Regions from separate parts of the Sus scrofa genome. Here region 2 is linked to region 1. Evidence: chromatin contacts called from public Hi-C data. All regions are on one chromosome and are shown on one strand. Each heading gives the region's core, a stretch centred on a gene start, on an enhancer-like site or on the middle of the called end of the contact. The rest is flanking DNA. Distances are from core to core; before and after follow the strand shown.

What was found. Hi-C and Micro-C count contacts between places; a contact is called where the count stands out from the background.
Region 2: a contact with region 1 is called in a Hi-C map of liver, with 5 times the contacts expected there. The contact joins two enhancer-like sites. A contact is called at or near these places in 3 of 47 Hi-C or Micro-C datasets (liver and skeletal muscle).

The regions. Positions count from the first base shown.
Region 1 is chr6:139,281,429-139,288,737 of Sscrofa11.1, forward strand. No RefSeq gene overlaps it. Among named protein-coding and RNA genes, the nearest start is that of FPGT, 330 kb to the left of the region's middle. Within about 2 kb of position 3,368, at least 3 of the 83 cell types and tissues checked have an H3K27ac peak or open chromatin away from gene starts, as enhancers often do. A contact at or near this core is called in liver, where this site is marked.
Region 2 is chr6:139,743,061-139,750,184 of Sscrofa11.1, forward strand. No RefSeq gene overlaps it. Among named protein-coding and RNA genes, the nearest start is that of FPGT, 800 kb to the left of the region's middle. Within about 2 kb of position 1,376, at least 2 of the 83 cell types and tissues checked have an H3K27ac peak or open chromatin away from gene starts, as enhancers often do. A contact at or near this core is called in liver, where this site is marked.

The DNA of each region.
Region 1 (7,309 bases), core at 2,118-4,617:
GTGTCTTGGATCTGGCGTTGCTGTGGCTATGGTATAGGCCAGCAGCTGCAACTCTGATTCAACCCCTAGCCTGGGAACTTCCATATGCTACAGGTGCAGCCCTAAAAAGACAATAAAAAGTTTAAAAAAGAATATATATTAAACCAAATGAATCTAGTTGGTGCAATTTTAGGCCATACAGAAATAAAAAAACATTCAGGCAAAGCAGGTTCAAGGCCTTTGCTGGCACACGAAATACCTCTGGACATCAAAAACACCCATTCCTCAAGACACTTTACTTCTATCTGTTGGAAAATTGTTGTGATATACTGATTTTGCTTGAACAAAACACTGCCATCTGCCAGTAAATTGTTGTCATAAATAAACAAATGAATAAGATCTGTCCTGTGAATGGGTCTTCAGGGCACAAACTGTACAACCATATGGGGCAGCCCTGAGTGGAAGAAAACTGTTCCCAGAAAATTCACCCTGTAGAAAGGGATCCTAACCTGGAAGTCTGCACTGAGCTTCCAATCTCTTAGGACTTTCTGGTTTTGTACAGACTGCTAAAATATCAAGTGATTTTCATGAAAGGGAAATGAGGCAAGGAAAGGAACTCACACTTATTGAATACCAACTTGCTACCTACTAGAGGTAGCACTAGACTCATTTAATCTTCCCACTAACATTTTCGATTAGACTAAATTATGTGTGTTACAAGACCAGGAGACTAAGTCTTGAGAGTACAAATTAGGTTCCCAGCTAGTAAGTAGTAGACCCAGGGGATATAAGCATAAGGCTGTCTATCCTAAAGCTAGAGATTTCAGAGAAAAAATTCTGCCACCACAATAGAATTCTTATTATGATATTGGTGCTGGAAGGCTGAGAGGGAATTGTTCTATACAAGTATGAATCATATGCCCATGTTTCACTACCTAGCAAGCAGTACAGAGTAACATTTTTTAGTATTGCCAAATCTTTCATTGACTAATAGGCCAACATTTTCCTCCCCTTATTCACAATCCACTATCACCCCAAGGGACCTCCTGGAAGGTAGTGTCCTTAGCCAGGACTCACAAAGCGATGGCTTATATTCCAGTTACATAGGCCAGCGATTTGGGGGATGTAGGAAACTTGTCTGGAATTGTGATAGAAATCAAAACTGCCGTTTCTTTCAGAATGTTGGACACGTGGCCCTAATATCGTTTCCTATTTTCTTGTTTGTTGAGTGTTTAAGAAGTAGAAATGTGTATGCTGCCTTCCAGAAGTAAAGATACTTAATGTTAAATCATCATTCAGTTGTGGGATCTTCAGAAAGATGTTTTCAGATTTTCTCAAGTATAAATGAAGGCTCTAAACATGGCACGAGTATAGGAAGATTAAATATATATATCAAGGAATGTTAGGTTCCTTGTCTTTATTGTACTAAAAGCAGTGGCAGCAGAATCTATATCTTTAAAAAATTTTTTATTGAAGTATATTGATTTATGATGGTGTGTTAATTTCTGCTAAATAGCAAAATGACTCAGTTATACATATATATTTGTTCATATTTTTATCCATTATAGTTTATCACAGGATATTGAATATTTTTCCCTGTGCTATACAGTAGGACCTTGTTGTTTACCCATCGTATGTATAATAGTTTCCCTCTGCTAATCCCAAACTCCCAGTCTTTCTCTCCCCTACTTCCCTTCCCCTTGGCAACCACAAGCCTGTTTTCTATATCTATGTATATATTTTTATTTCATAGATATGTTGATTTGTGTCATATTTTAATTCCACATGTAAGTGATATCATATGGTATTTGTATTTTTCTTTCTGACTTACTTCACTTAATATGACAGTCTCTAGTTTTATCCATGTTGCTGCAAATGGCATTATTTCATTCTTTTTAGTGGTTGAATAGTATTCCATTTGTATATATACCACATCTCCTTTCTACATTCATCTGTTGATGGACATTTAGGTTGTTCCCATGTCTTGGCTATTGTAAATAGTGCTGCTATGAACATGAGTGCATGTATCTTTTTGAATTATGCTTTTCTCTGGATAGATGCCCAGGAGTGGGGTTGTTGAATCATTTAGTAGCTCTATTTTTAGTTTCTTGAGGAACCTCCATACTGTTTTCCACAGTGGCTGCACTTACTAATTTACATTTCCTCCAACACTGTAAGAGGTTCCCTTTTCTCCAAACCCTTTTCAGCATTTATTATTTAGAACCTAGGTCTTGAATATGCGATCTTAAACTTAATTGATTAATTAGAATTTATTTCTAAACCTTATGTGATTTTTCACTTGTTCATCAGTCTCAGCCTTTTTCCAGCCATTCTCTGCTGGTGCCACTCAAGCTTTCTACCTGCACCTCAAGCTTCCCTCAGTTACTAACCAACACTGATCTTGGTAGGACACCTGTTAAAAATCACTGGAACCTCAACCTCGGGACATGTAACGAACTTCATTGACTTTGATCTGATTTTATCTCAGGCACCTCTGGGCTCTTCAGATTTCAGCCTGCCCATTTACCCTCTCTGCACTGGGAAAAGTCCACTTTGCCAAAGTCCTTTAACCTTACACCTGTTGGCTTACTGGTCAGTTGCTTAATGAGCACTTTACTTAAAATTTAACCCACTCTGCCAGTTCTCTCTTTTGCCTTTTCCTGTCTTTCACCTCTTCTTTGTTGAAACAGCATCATTGGGCTTCCAAGTTGGTTCTAGAATGTGGTTCCTAAGCTTTCCACTGGTACTGAAGTCCCTTCTCACCCTCAGTTCACTTTCTGGGGTTGGATATCCTCCATAGCTTTTCCTAGCTGGATCCTATCTACTGTGATCTCTCCAGCTCTTTCCTGGTGTTCTTCTCTGAGTGGACTAAGAACTTGAAATCTGTCCAGCACTGCACATTTGTGTTAATATTAACCATTCATATTATCCACTACTTGGACTTTCCCAGACCCAGCTCACTTACTGTCATTAACCTACTGAATTAGACTTTCCCAAACTAAGGCTGCATTCACACCCTCTGTTATGACTGCACCATATATCTTAGGCATCTGTTACCCTCCAGAGACAGGCCTATTGGCAGATGCCTTCTTCAGAATGTGCCCCTTCTTCCTAAGATGCTCAAGTTTTATCATAACTCTTGTTTAAACTCACATCCAGTGCTGATACTATGGGTTTAGTCCCTGAAAATCCAGTTTAAAAAAAACAAAACAGTTTTCCTATGTTTGCACACACCTTATATCATTCTCATCACTATTTTGGTCTCTCCTAACAACAAAGCAGGTTGAATAGAGACTCTTTAAAATCAGGTTTGCGTAGGGAGGCAAGAGTCTGTGACTTACAGAAGCCAGCTTTCCCCACCGAGCACAGACTGTTAAATAGTGCTGGGCAGCCATGCATTTCTGCCAGAGTTCAACAAAACAATTTTTCAGAAATCCCTGTCAGTAAAGAGGTGTGCAAGCACACAAATAGAAATGGACTTAAGGCAAGGCAGTGCAATTGTAAAGAGGAAAATGGGAAATCTAACTGTGGGCCTTTTCACTCCTCAATATGTGCAGCTGTATCTAAACAAAAAGCCTCTAAGCATCTTCCACTGAAGTAGTATTAAACATTGTATTTGGAATTAGATCTGATTGAATCACACTTTAAGGGTTTGTTCAGTGTGATCTGTGGAGACACATTATTAAAGTGCTCTGTTCCAGAATAAAAAGTCAGATCCTCATTAGCTGGGACAAAGAATGTTAGCATCCAAGCTCAAGAACAGAAGGAAAATCCCTATTTCTGAGTGACAGATGTGGGTGTTAGTAGCATTGTTGCATAACCCTGGGAATTCATTAAAAGTGTCAGGCTGTGTCACAGGGGCACTTTGCAGTGACAGCCCTAGTGAAAAAAACTGTGATAATTGCTTTCATTCCTTGCTTACCTTTCACCTCAGCAAGAAATACGATTGTAAATAAATAACCTGAGGCTGGCACATCACAAGCTTTGTGCAGAAAACTGCTCTGTGAAATTTAAATCTCAGGACTGCAGGACACTTTTCATAAGAAAATTAATAGAATTTATCCTGCTAGTTTTACTTATATGACCACTGAATTCCCCCATCCTTAACTAAAACCAAGTTATTTAGTAACTCTTGACTTCTTCAGATAAAAGACAAAGTAGTCAGTGGTAAAGAGAAAAAATAGTTAAAATAGGAGGAAAAAAGGGAAGAAAGCAGTTGGTAAAAAAGGAAGAAGTAAGGGAGAGAGAAAGGCAAAGAAATAAGAAAAAAGAAAAGGAAGGCAGATTGAAAGAACAAATGAATGGATCATGTATTAGAGGCAGGTATGCATGGACTGAAAATCTCCTACTAATACTCTCACTGGTAGAAAGGAGTAATTATACTATTTATTATTAAAACGTTTATTGTTACCTGGCAAAGCACACACGAGAAATCCAGAAGAGTGTACACAATAGTCCTTTCTCTGGTTTGGGGCGCATCTTTCTATAAGGAGTCCTCAGGGAACTTCCTGTCATTTCTCTTCCATTAAACTTTTCATCTCAGCTCCTGAGTCCTTCAATCTCCAGACAGATCATAACTCCTGTTGCATCCATAGCAGCTCAATGCACTTGACCTTCTCTGTCTTTAATTCCTCTGCTCTGCTATTCTAGAGTACCACTGCTATTTGCCTCAACCTCTAGCTTCAGTTCCTTTCCAGCTACATCCAGTCTTTTTGGGTCCTAAATTGAAAATATAGATGAGACTATTTAGAACACTTTTAGCTTTTGTAGCTCGTTCATTTGCAGGATAATTTGACTTTGACTCTTTCAGCCTTTTGCCTGTGTACTATTCTAAAAAGTCTTTGATAATTATTACAGTGACAGTGATTTGATCTCTTCTACCATGAGTCTTGGTGCCTAGTGCCCCTTTGTTAGTCTTAGCTTTGTTTTCAACAGATCTTAGTAAGAGGGAATGTGTTCCTATTAGGTTTTGAAAAGGGTGGGAAGAGAAAAGAGTCCTTCGCTCTTTCAATTTTATAAAAAGTACATATTCATGCCTATTTTTACAAATGAAGATAAAGTAGAAAATGCTCCAAAAATGTTTGGAATTTAGTACACATTTAATAAATGGCAGCTACTCATGAAACCATACACCTTAGTTTAAGACTCGAACCCATGTGCTGGGACTCTAACCCAGCCAAGACTCAGACTGGGACTTGAACCCACTGGTTTTTAATTAAAATCACACACCTGGTCCTAGGACTTAACTGAAGTTCAAGTTCTTTATGTCTCCACGTGGAAGGAATTCAGAGAGAGGCAAAGTCATAGGTAAGAAGTAGAATTATTGAGAGATGGGCAAAGTGTGGGTCATCTCAAAAAGCAAGAGAGCTGCTCTGGGCGAAACACACTCCATGGTGTAGGCCATCTCAGATGGTGAGAGGCCCCAAAGTATGAGGTGGATTTTTTTGAGCTGAGCACTTTTATAGGCTAATGAGTGGGAGAATTATTGCAACCATTTCAGGGAAGTGGAAGGGATTTCCAGGAATTCAGCCACCACCTATTTTTTGGCCTTTTATGGTTGGAATTGTCATGGCACCTGTGGGCATGTCATTCAGCCAATGTATTATAAGGAGTGTATAATGAAGCTCAAGGTCCACTGGAGGTCAAATCATCCACTATCTTGGACCTAGTTGGTTCTAATCTGTTTTTATTATATCCTCAAGGACTAGGTCATTTTTTAAGCATTATGCCCTGCCCCCTTTCTTCCTGTTTCATAAATATTAAGGACTAACTGCTGAAGAAGATCTGATAACTAGTCTGGTACATTGGACAAATGGACACTTCTTTGCCATTATTATATTTGAAGAAGAAGACATATTCATGGTAGTATTACACAGAAAGTTCTAGAACAAAAAAACAAACAAAAAACCCCACCAAAAAACCTCCCAACCTGTTGCTGTGGCTCTGGCGTAGACTGGTGGCTACAGCTCCGTTTAGATTAGACCCCTACCCTGGGATCCTCCCTACACCGTGGGAGGGGCTGAAGAAAATGCAAAAAGACAAAAAAACAAAAAAAAAAACAAAAAACCATTTGAGGTGGCATTTTTTATATCTGATACCTCAGAATCATGTTAACAGCAAAAAGAACTGGATGTTGACTTTGGCCTTTTCACCAAACGTCATACACAATGTACTGAACAATTAAGGTGATGATTTAATTCAGGCTGTCACTATAGGTACAGTATTCATCAACAAGGAACATCTCAGAGAAAAGGAAAGGAGCCTTAATTATAGAGGCAAATAAGCAAACGAATTTTGAGGGAAGGAGGAGTCAGGTCTTATCTGAGCTACTGAGGAGGAATGGAGGTGGACCTTATCTGGAAATGTTCCAGAGCAAGGCAATCCTTGCAGTTAGCTGGTTAGCTGATGAGCCTATTAACATCTGGAATAGAAAAAAGGTGTGTGTAGGGGGAGATGGGGAGAATTCTCAACAATATGGTTTTTTAGACTACCGAGTTCCTATAAAATTCAAGTTAGTCTCCTCTTCTACTCAAGGCAAATATCATTTGTTACTAATCAATTTAGAGATGATCAGAAACCTCCTGAGTGGGTCAAAACAGGGTCTGAAAAGTTGTGTCTGGAAGACTCTTGTAAAACCAATTGAGAGGTGGTAGTAAAAATCAGCTGTTTTAAGGAGTTCAGGCATCTTAGAATAGAGGGATACCTAAAATGAAAAAGAGATACATTAAGTACTATGTTAAAGTAAAGATCTAGGAATTGAATCATGGGGATAACTAGCCCATTGAATTCCAAGATGGTACAGGAAAATCTTTTGGTTATGCAGCTTGGATTACTGAGTTTCTTTAACATCTCAAGCCAGGATGTTAATGCATTTGTTGAAGTTGTCCACAGTCTTTTTTACCTCTTATATAAGGACATTCATGATCTGAGAATTTCATCAAACTTTGTTAGTATCCCAGGTAGCAATTTTTCCAGGGGAAACTCCCATCCACGTAAAGTCTGCTCCAGTGGTAAGGGCTGCAAAATCATCAGGCTTCAGCTCACAAGGCTTCTTGATATCCTGAGAAAAAGAGCCAGCTGGAAGGCAATGCGAGGTCCTAGTGGAATTTTTAGAAACTTTGGTATATCACTTATATTGCATTAAAATATTTAAATCACAATGTTCTGTCACTATATAATATTAGTTGGATGCGTGGATTAAATTTTTAGGGACATCATCATAAGCACCAAAAATTGTTAAAGTCATGTATTTGCCTAATTTTCTCATTAAATGTTATAGAAATGAAGCTTTTAAGAAGAGAAAATGATAGCATGCAGAGTTCAATCTTAC
Region 2 (7,124 bases), core at 126-2,625, 460 kb after region 1:
AGGACTCTCACCTACTTCTTACCTAAAGACCATATGATATCAAGATCACAGACACTGGAGATCATCTGAGGTGCCACATTATCTTTAAAAGTTTGGCTACAAACTTCCAACAGGCTTTGTCAAGATATCTTGGGTAAGCTGTCTCATCAGATGTCATTTATTTCAACTCTGGGATATCTTTACTTTTAGGCCACCAGGTAATGGGGCAGTTCCAGTCAAGGTATGGCACCAAGACCCACTCCTCGGCGTTTGGTGTCACAAGAGTGAATCAGCAATGCCTTTAGAGTGAAGTTGTAGAAAGTTCTCATGGAGATGGTTTTTGTTTGTTTGTTTGTTTGTTTTGGTTGTTTGGGATTCTTTTTGGTTGTCTTTTTGTTTATTTGTTTGTTTTTTCAATAGAAAAAAATCTCCTAGGTACAAGATGTGATGCTTAAGTTCTTCATCTCCCAGAGGTGTACTATAAAACAACTGTTCTACTAATGCATGGTTCTTCTTAACAGAAGCAATTAGGTCTTTACAATATGAGAGTATCTTTCCTTTTATCAGTTATAGGTCAAAAGAAACAGAAGCCTAGTGCATTGGGTGTCCTATGACTGTTTCAAAGAATGAGAATTTATGAGTTCCAAAAAGGATGTATTTGAGATTTAAAAGGACTAAAGGCAATGATTTAAATAAAAATATTTGGAGTGCCTTTACAAATTTTGCCAGTTGAGGCTTAATAATGTCATTAGACATTTGACCATACCAGAGGCCTGAGGGTGGTTAAAACAATGAAAGTGTAAAACTGGCCCAAAAGTACAGACTGGTTGAATGACTTGGTCAGTGAAATGGGTTCTTCAATCACTATGAAGTTTGAAAGGATTCTCTAGGTAGGAGTAACTTTTCCAAAAGTATTTTGGTCACAGATGAGGCAATCTTAAAAAGAAGGCTTCAGTCTATTGTGAAAATGGACAGATCAGACTAAAATCTCTAAGGAAGTTGGATGAAATTTGTTTGCCAAATACTGAAAAGTCCATTCAACAGTTTAAAGTGTCCAAGAGCAGTACAAACAGGTTTCCTTGGGTTGTACTTTGGACAAGTGGGACAAGTGAGACAGATGCTTTGTGCAACCATGTTAATGTTTCTCCACAAATTACTGATTAATGAAGACTATCTTTTGGTCAGTAGACCAAGGGTGTGCTGCCTGTACCCGATGAGAAGTGGGAATTTTAAGAGTCTACAGGAGGACAAAGTGATTATTTCGTTCAAACTAGAGCTTTTTCCTATACCAAAAAATGTTGAATTTCCAATCTTGTTTTTCATTTAGTGTGGTTAAAGTTGGGCTTCTCTAGCTGATTTTTCCAAGTTATTATGTAGGAGATATTTTTATATCCCTTTGAAGCAGAGGTTTGGCTACCACTGGTTCCTTTACAAGACAACACTCCTTATGAAACATCAGCAAGGTGATTTCCTTTAGTTTCCAGAGAGGCAGGTTTAGAATGACAGATTCCTAATGATACCTAGAGGTATAGTAAAGTATTGCATTCAATAATTCTTGAATATAGGGCCATTTTAAATTTTATTTCCATACTAAGTGTGGAAGTCAAGTTGCTTCCACAATATGCCAAAATCATGAGCTACTCCTAAAGCATATCTACTATCATTATAAACGCTGACAGTTTTGTCAAGGTTCAAGCCCATGTAAGAGTGCATAATTCAGCCTGTTGGGCCAAAGTAATCACAGGTTAAGATGCTGCCTCAACAACATCAAGATGAGTTGTATTAGCCTGCCCAGAAAAATATTTGCTTCTGTCACCTTTTAAATAAGAACCATCAGTGAACCATGAGAAGTCCAACTTACCCAATGCAATTTCGTAGAGATCATCACAAAGAGTCAGGTGGTGATCCATCAGCATTTCAGTGACATGGGGAGAGGAGTAGCAGGGTTAAGATTAGTATAACAAAATAGTTATGTGAAGAGCAATTAACAAAAGGACTACATAGAGGTGAGGTGGCTGGCTGAGAAATGTTGAATGTGATGAGAATTTAGGAGAATTTCTACTGTATGAGGTACAAAAACTGTTAAAGGGGATCTCACAATGGTTTTCTCACAGTGCTTAAAGAAAAGAGCTGTGGCCATAAGGAGTCTAAGGCAAAAGCAGTATATTCATGCCACAGGACACAGTTGCTGGTTACAATACCCTGTGTATTGCTGGTGGTCCCCATGTTTTAGGGGTACCCAGGGGGCATTCACTTCCTTTTTGTATACAAAAAGAACAAAAGAAATCTAATCTTTGGGATGCCCAAGGGCAGATGAGTTTATTATATGTTTCTTTAAGGCCTTGAAGGATGTGTTGTGTAATTCTTCCCATAAAACTGGGTCAAGGTTGTTATTACAGACTAAAGCATAAAGTGATTTGTCCACAAGAAAGAAATTTGGAATTCAATTTCAGCAATAAACAATTACACCAAGAAAAACCTCAATTGACACTTAGTTTTTGGTTTGGGAAAACTAAGGACACCAAGAGCTTTATTTGGATCTAGGTGTAGTGCTGGTTCCAATATCAGATGCCCTAAATATTGAATTAGGATTTAGGCAAACTGTAATTTTTCTTTGGCGACCTTACGTCCCTTTCAGGATGAAATCTTTAGCAAGGGGATGTGGTCTTCCTCTGAGGAGGCTTGAGGAGATCAAAAAGCAAATCATCAATACATTGCAACAAAGTAGAACCTTAGGTTCTACTCTAGGGAAGTTTATATCATCCAGATCAGTCTTCAGGATTTGTAAGAAATAATAACTCTCAGTAAAACCCTGAGGCATTATTGTCAAAGTGAATTGCTTTTCTTCCCAAGTGAAGGCAAAAAGGTATTGGCTAGATTCTTCAACTGGAATACTAAAAAATGCACTCACGAATCAATCATGGTAAAGAATTTAATTCCAAAAGAAATCGACATTAGTCATGTATTAGGAACAACAAGATTCTGAGAGAGAGCGATGTTGTTTACTTCTCAGAGGTCCTAGACAAAACTCCACCCTTGGCCCTTAGATTTTTCTTAACAGTAAAATGGGAGTGTTATAGGGGCCAGCACAGAGGATAATGAGGCACTGAGACTTGTAATCTACAATGGGCTTTATGCTCCGAAGGGCTTCTTTCCTTACAAGGTATTAGTTAATGTTGGGAAGATATTTTGAGGGTCTACTTGAATTTTGATGGGAGGTGGACTATGAATTTTTCTAGCAATCAGATAGAGATTGTGCTCATAAGGAAAGTGGTAGCCGATTTGATAGAGAAAAAAAATGGATTAATGTTTTCAGAATCTGCACAAGTACTATCAGAAATGGAACAAATAAAAGATGTCAAAGGATCATTTAATGCACTTGATGGTTTACTTTGATGACTACTGTCAATTTCTAGGATTATATAACCCTTTTAGGAAAAAGACATTCAGCATGATCCTTCTCTAAGAATTCCTGGTCCAAAAAATGGATGGGGTGGAAGAACTAAGGAGAAAAATGGTGTGCATCTCTCAAAGGGCCTGAACAAAGGGGAAGAGGTTCGGAGATAGAAACCTCTTGGGGTTCCTTAAAGATTCCGACTATTTTAACTGTTTCAGTACTCTGAGTCAGGGATTGTTTCATAAGAGCAGAGCTGAGCACCAAAAGTGTGGCTTCAGCATCAGAACTGGAAGAGATCCATCTCCAATCTGGAGAAATGTTTCTTCAAGCTGATTAAGAGGAAGGATTGACAAGACCCCCGTAGATCCTTACCTTCTGATAGGGAAGAGCCCCATAGATATCTCTGAAAATTGGAACTATGTGGGGAAGACTAGCTAGAAGTCAGAGGCAACTAAAGCATTTAAATTTGTAATGGCCTCTTCTCCAGTGTTCTGGATCTTTGCAATGATGGCAGAAACTGGTAGGGGTTTGGTTTTGTTTAGGATCCTTTATTTGCTAGAGCTGATGTTTAAGAATTTTGGCAGTATTTCTTTCAGGTGATTCACCTAGAAGGTGAAAAAGATGATTTGCCAGATTATCTAAATATGAAGTGAACATAATTTCCCATTTCATCCTGATCCTTTTTCCTAGAAGGGAAAAGTCCTGGTTCAACCCATTAGTAAACAGAATTAAAAGTTATCTGAGTGGAATCAACACTGGAAGGCAGATCAGAATTTTCTTTAAAAGCATTCTGAAGTATATTATAAAAATCATGAAAAGTTTCATCAGATTTTTATGGGCAGGCCTGAATTTTGTTCCAATCAACAGGCTTTGGAAAAGCCCTAGGATTTGCTCAATGAAGCAGCCCAGTGATTGTTGGAACCTGACTGATCATATAACAAGTTAGCAGCCTGGTCTTCTGGTTGTAATTTTGGAGGTTTTTCAGGGTTTTCCCAATTAGCGGTTTTCATCTGTTGCTGGGCCTGGCCTTCACTGACAAGCATATGAACTTAACCGATAAACATTAGAGAAACCAGGTTTATAAATTTGAGTGACTAGATTAAATCATTCAGCAAATCTCTGAGGATGTTTGGTTTCTTTGTAAAATCTTTAGCTGAAAACAAAAACAAAAAATGTGTTCTACAGTTCACCTTCAGTGTACGTAATATACGAAATTAAAGGTTTAGCTTCCAGATCCTCAGAAGGCTTAAATTTTTTTCTTTCTTTCTTTCTTTTTTTTAAAGGCTGTATCTGTGGCATATGGAACTTCCAAGGCCAGGGGTTGAATAAGAGCTGCAGCTGCAAGCCTATGCATAGTCATGACAATACCAGATCTGAGTCACATCTGTGAACTACAAAGCAGCTTGAGGCAATGGCAGGATGCTTAACCCACTGAGTAAGATCAGGGATCAAACATGTATCCTCACAGACACTATGTTGGGTTCTTAACCCACTGAGCCACAATGGGAACTCCATTAGAAGGCTTAATTTTAAAGAGACAGTTTCTGACAAGAATAGGGAGTAGGGAGAGTTTCAGAGGGAAGAGAAACTCTGGCAAGAGAATTAGTATGGGAGAATTGAAGGTACATAGGTAGATGGTTCAAAGGGAGGGAGAAATATTATGCTAGAAGTGGATTTTGGCTATGTGAATCCAAGGGAGAGAAACAAGATGGCATCAGAGATGGAGCCTGAGACAAAGAAGTCAAGGAAGATGAGACTAGGAGTTTTATGGTGTCCTGTCTTAAGTTTAAATATTTAGCTATTGTGGCAGTGTTAACGATTGATAGACATGAGTTGTGGTGTCCTTTGTCATGGTGCGATGGTGCGTGAGCTGTGGTGTAGGTGCAGGCGGCTCGGTGGTTGTGGCTTGGGTAGGCGGTGGCTACAGTCGATTCAATATGGAATCCATATGCAGCGAAAAAAAAAAAAAAAAAAAAAAAAAAAAAAAAAAAAAAAAAATAAGCATTTATTTTTATGCATGGTGTGAGGGTGTGCTCTAGTTTCAATGATTTACATACAGCTACCCAGTTTTCCCAACACCACCTGCTGAAGAGACTGTCTTTTTCTCATTTTATACTCCTGCCTGCTTTGTAGAAGATTAACTGGCCATAGGTGTCTGGGTTTATTTCTGGGTTCTGTATTCTGTTCCATTTGTCTGTATGTCTGTTTTTTAACCAAACTGTCTTGATTACTGTAGCTCTGTAATACTGTCTGAAGTTTGGGAGAGTTATGCCTCCTGCTTGTTTTTTTCTTTTTCTTCTTCTTCTTTTTTTCCCATCAGGATTGTTTTGTTAATGCTGGGTCTTTTATGGTTTCATACAAATTTTTGTATTGTTTGTTCTAGATCTGTTAAAAATGTCATGGGTAATTTGATAGGGATTGCCTTAAATCTATAGATTGCTTTGGGTAGTATGGCCATTTAAACAATATTAATTCTTCTAGTCCAGGATCAAGGAAAACAAACCAGTGAGACATAATCAAACTGACAAGCTTTTGAACCGCAAAGGAAATCAAAAAAACAAAAAAACAAAAAGACAACCTATGAGAGAAAATAGTTTCCAATGATGCAACTGAGAAGGGCTTAATCTCCAAAATATATAAACAACCCTTACAACTCAACAGCAAAAAATCAACAACCCAATTGAAAAATGGACAAAAGGCCTGAATAGACATTTCTTCAAAGAATATATACAGATGGCCAACAAGCACATGAAAAAATGCTTAACATCACTGATTATTAGAGAAATGCAAATCAAAACTACAATGAGGAGTTCCGTCGTGGCGCAGTGGTTAACGAATCCGACTAGGAACCTTGAGGTTGCGGGTTCGGTCCCTGCCCTTGCTCAGTGGGTTAACGATCCGGCGTTGCCGTGAGCTGTGGTGAAGGTTGCAGACGCGGCTCGGATCCCGCGTTGCTGTGGCTCTGGCGTAGGCCGGTGGCTACAGCTCCGATTCAACCCCTAGCCTGGGAACCTCCATACGCCGTGGGAGCAGCCCAAGAAATAGCAACAACAACAACAACAACAAAAGACAAAAAGACAAAAAAAAAAAAAAAAAAAAAAAAACTACAATGAAGTACACCTCACACCTGTTAGAATGGCCATCATTAACAAGTCAACAAATAACAAATGCTGGAGATGGTATGGAGAAAAAGGAACCCTCTTACACTGCTGGTGAGAATGTAAATTCGTACAACCACTAGGGAAAACTGTATGGAGGTACCTCAGAAAACTAAATATAGAACTACCGTGTGATCCAGCAATCCCACTCTTGGGCATATATCTAGACAAAATTTTCATTAGAAAAGATACGTATGTTCATTGCAGCACTATTCACAATAGTCAAGGCATAGAAACAACCTAAATGTCCATCAACAGATGAATGGATTAAGAAGATATGGTATATACATACAACAGAATATGACTCAGCCATAAAAAACCAAAATACTGCCATTTGCAGTAACATGGATGGAACTATAGACTCTCATACTAAGTGATGTAATTCAGAAAGAGAAAGGCAAATACCATATGACATCACATACCTGGAAACTAATATATGGCACAAATGAACCTATCTATATAAAAGGAACAAATTCATGGACATATAGAACAGACTTGTGGTTGCCAAGGAAGAGGGGAAGGGAGTGGGATGGACTGAGGGTTTGGGGTTAGTAGATGCAAACTACTGCATTGGGAGTGGATAAGCAATG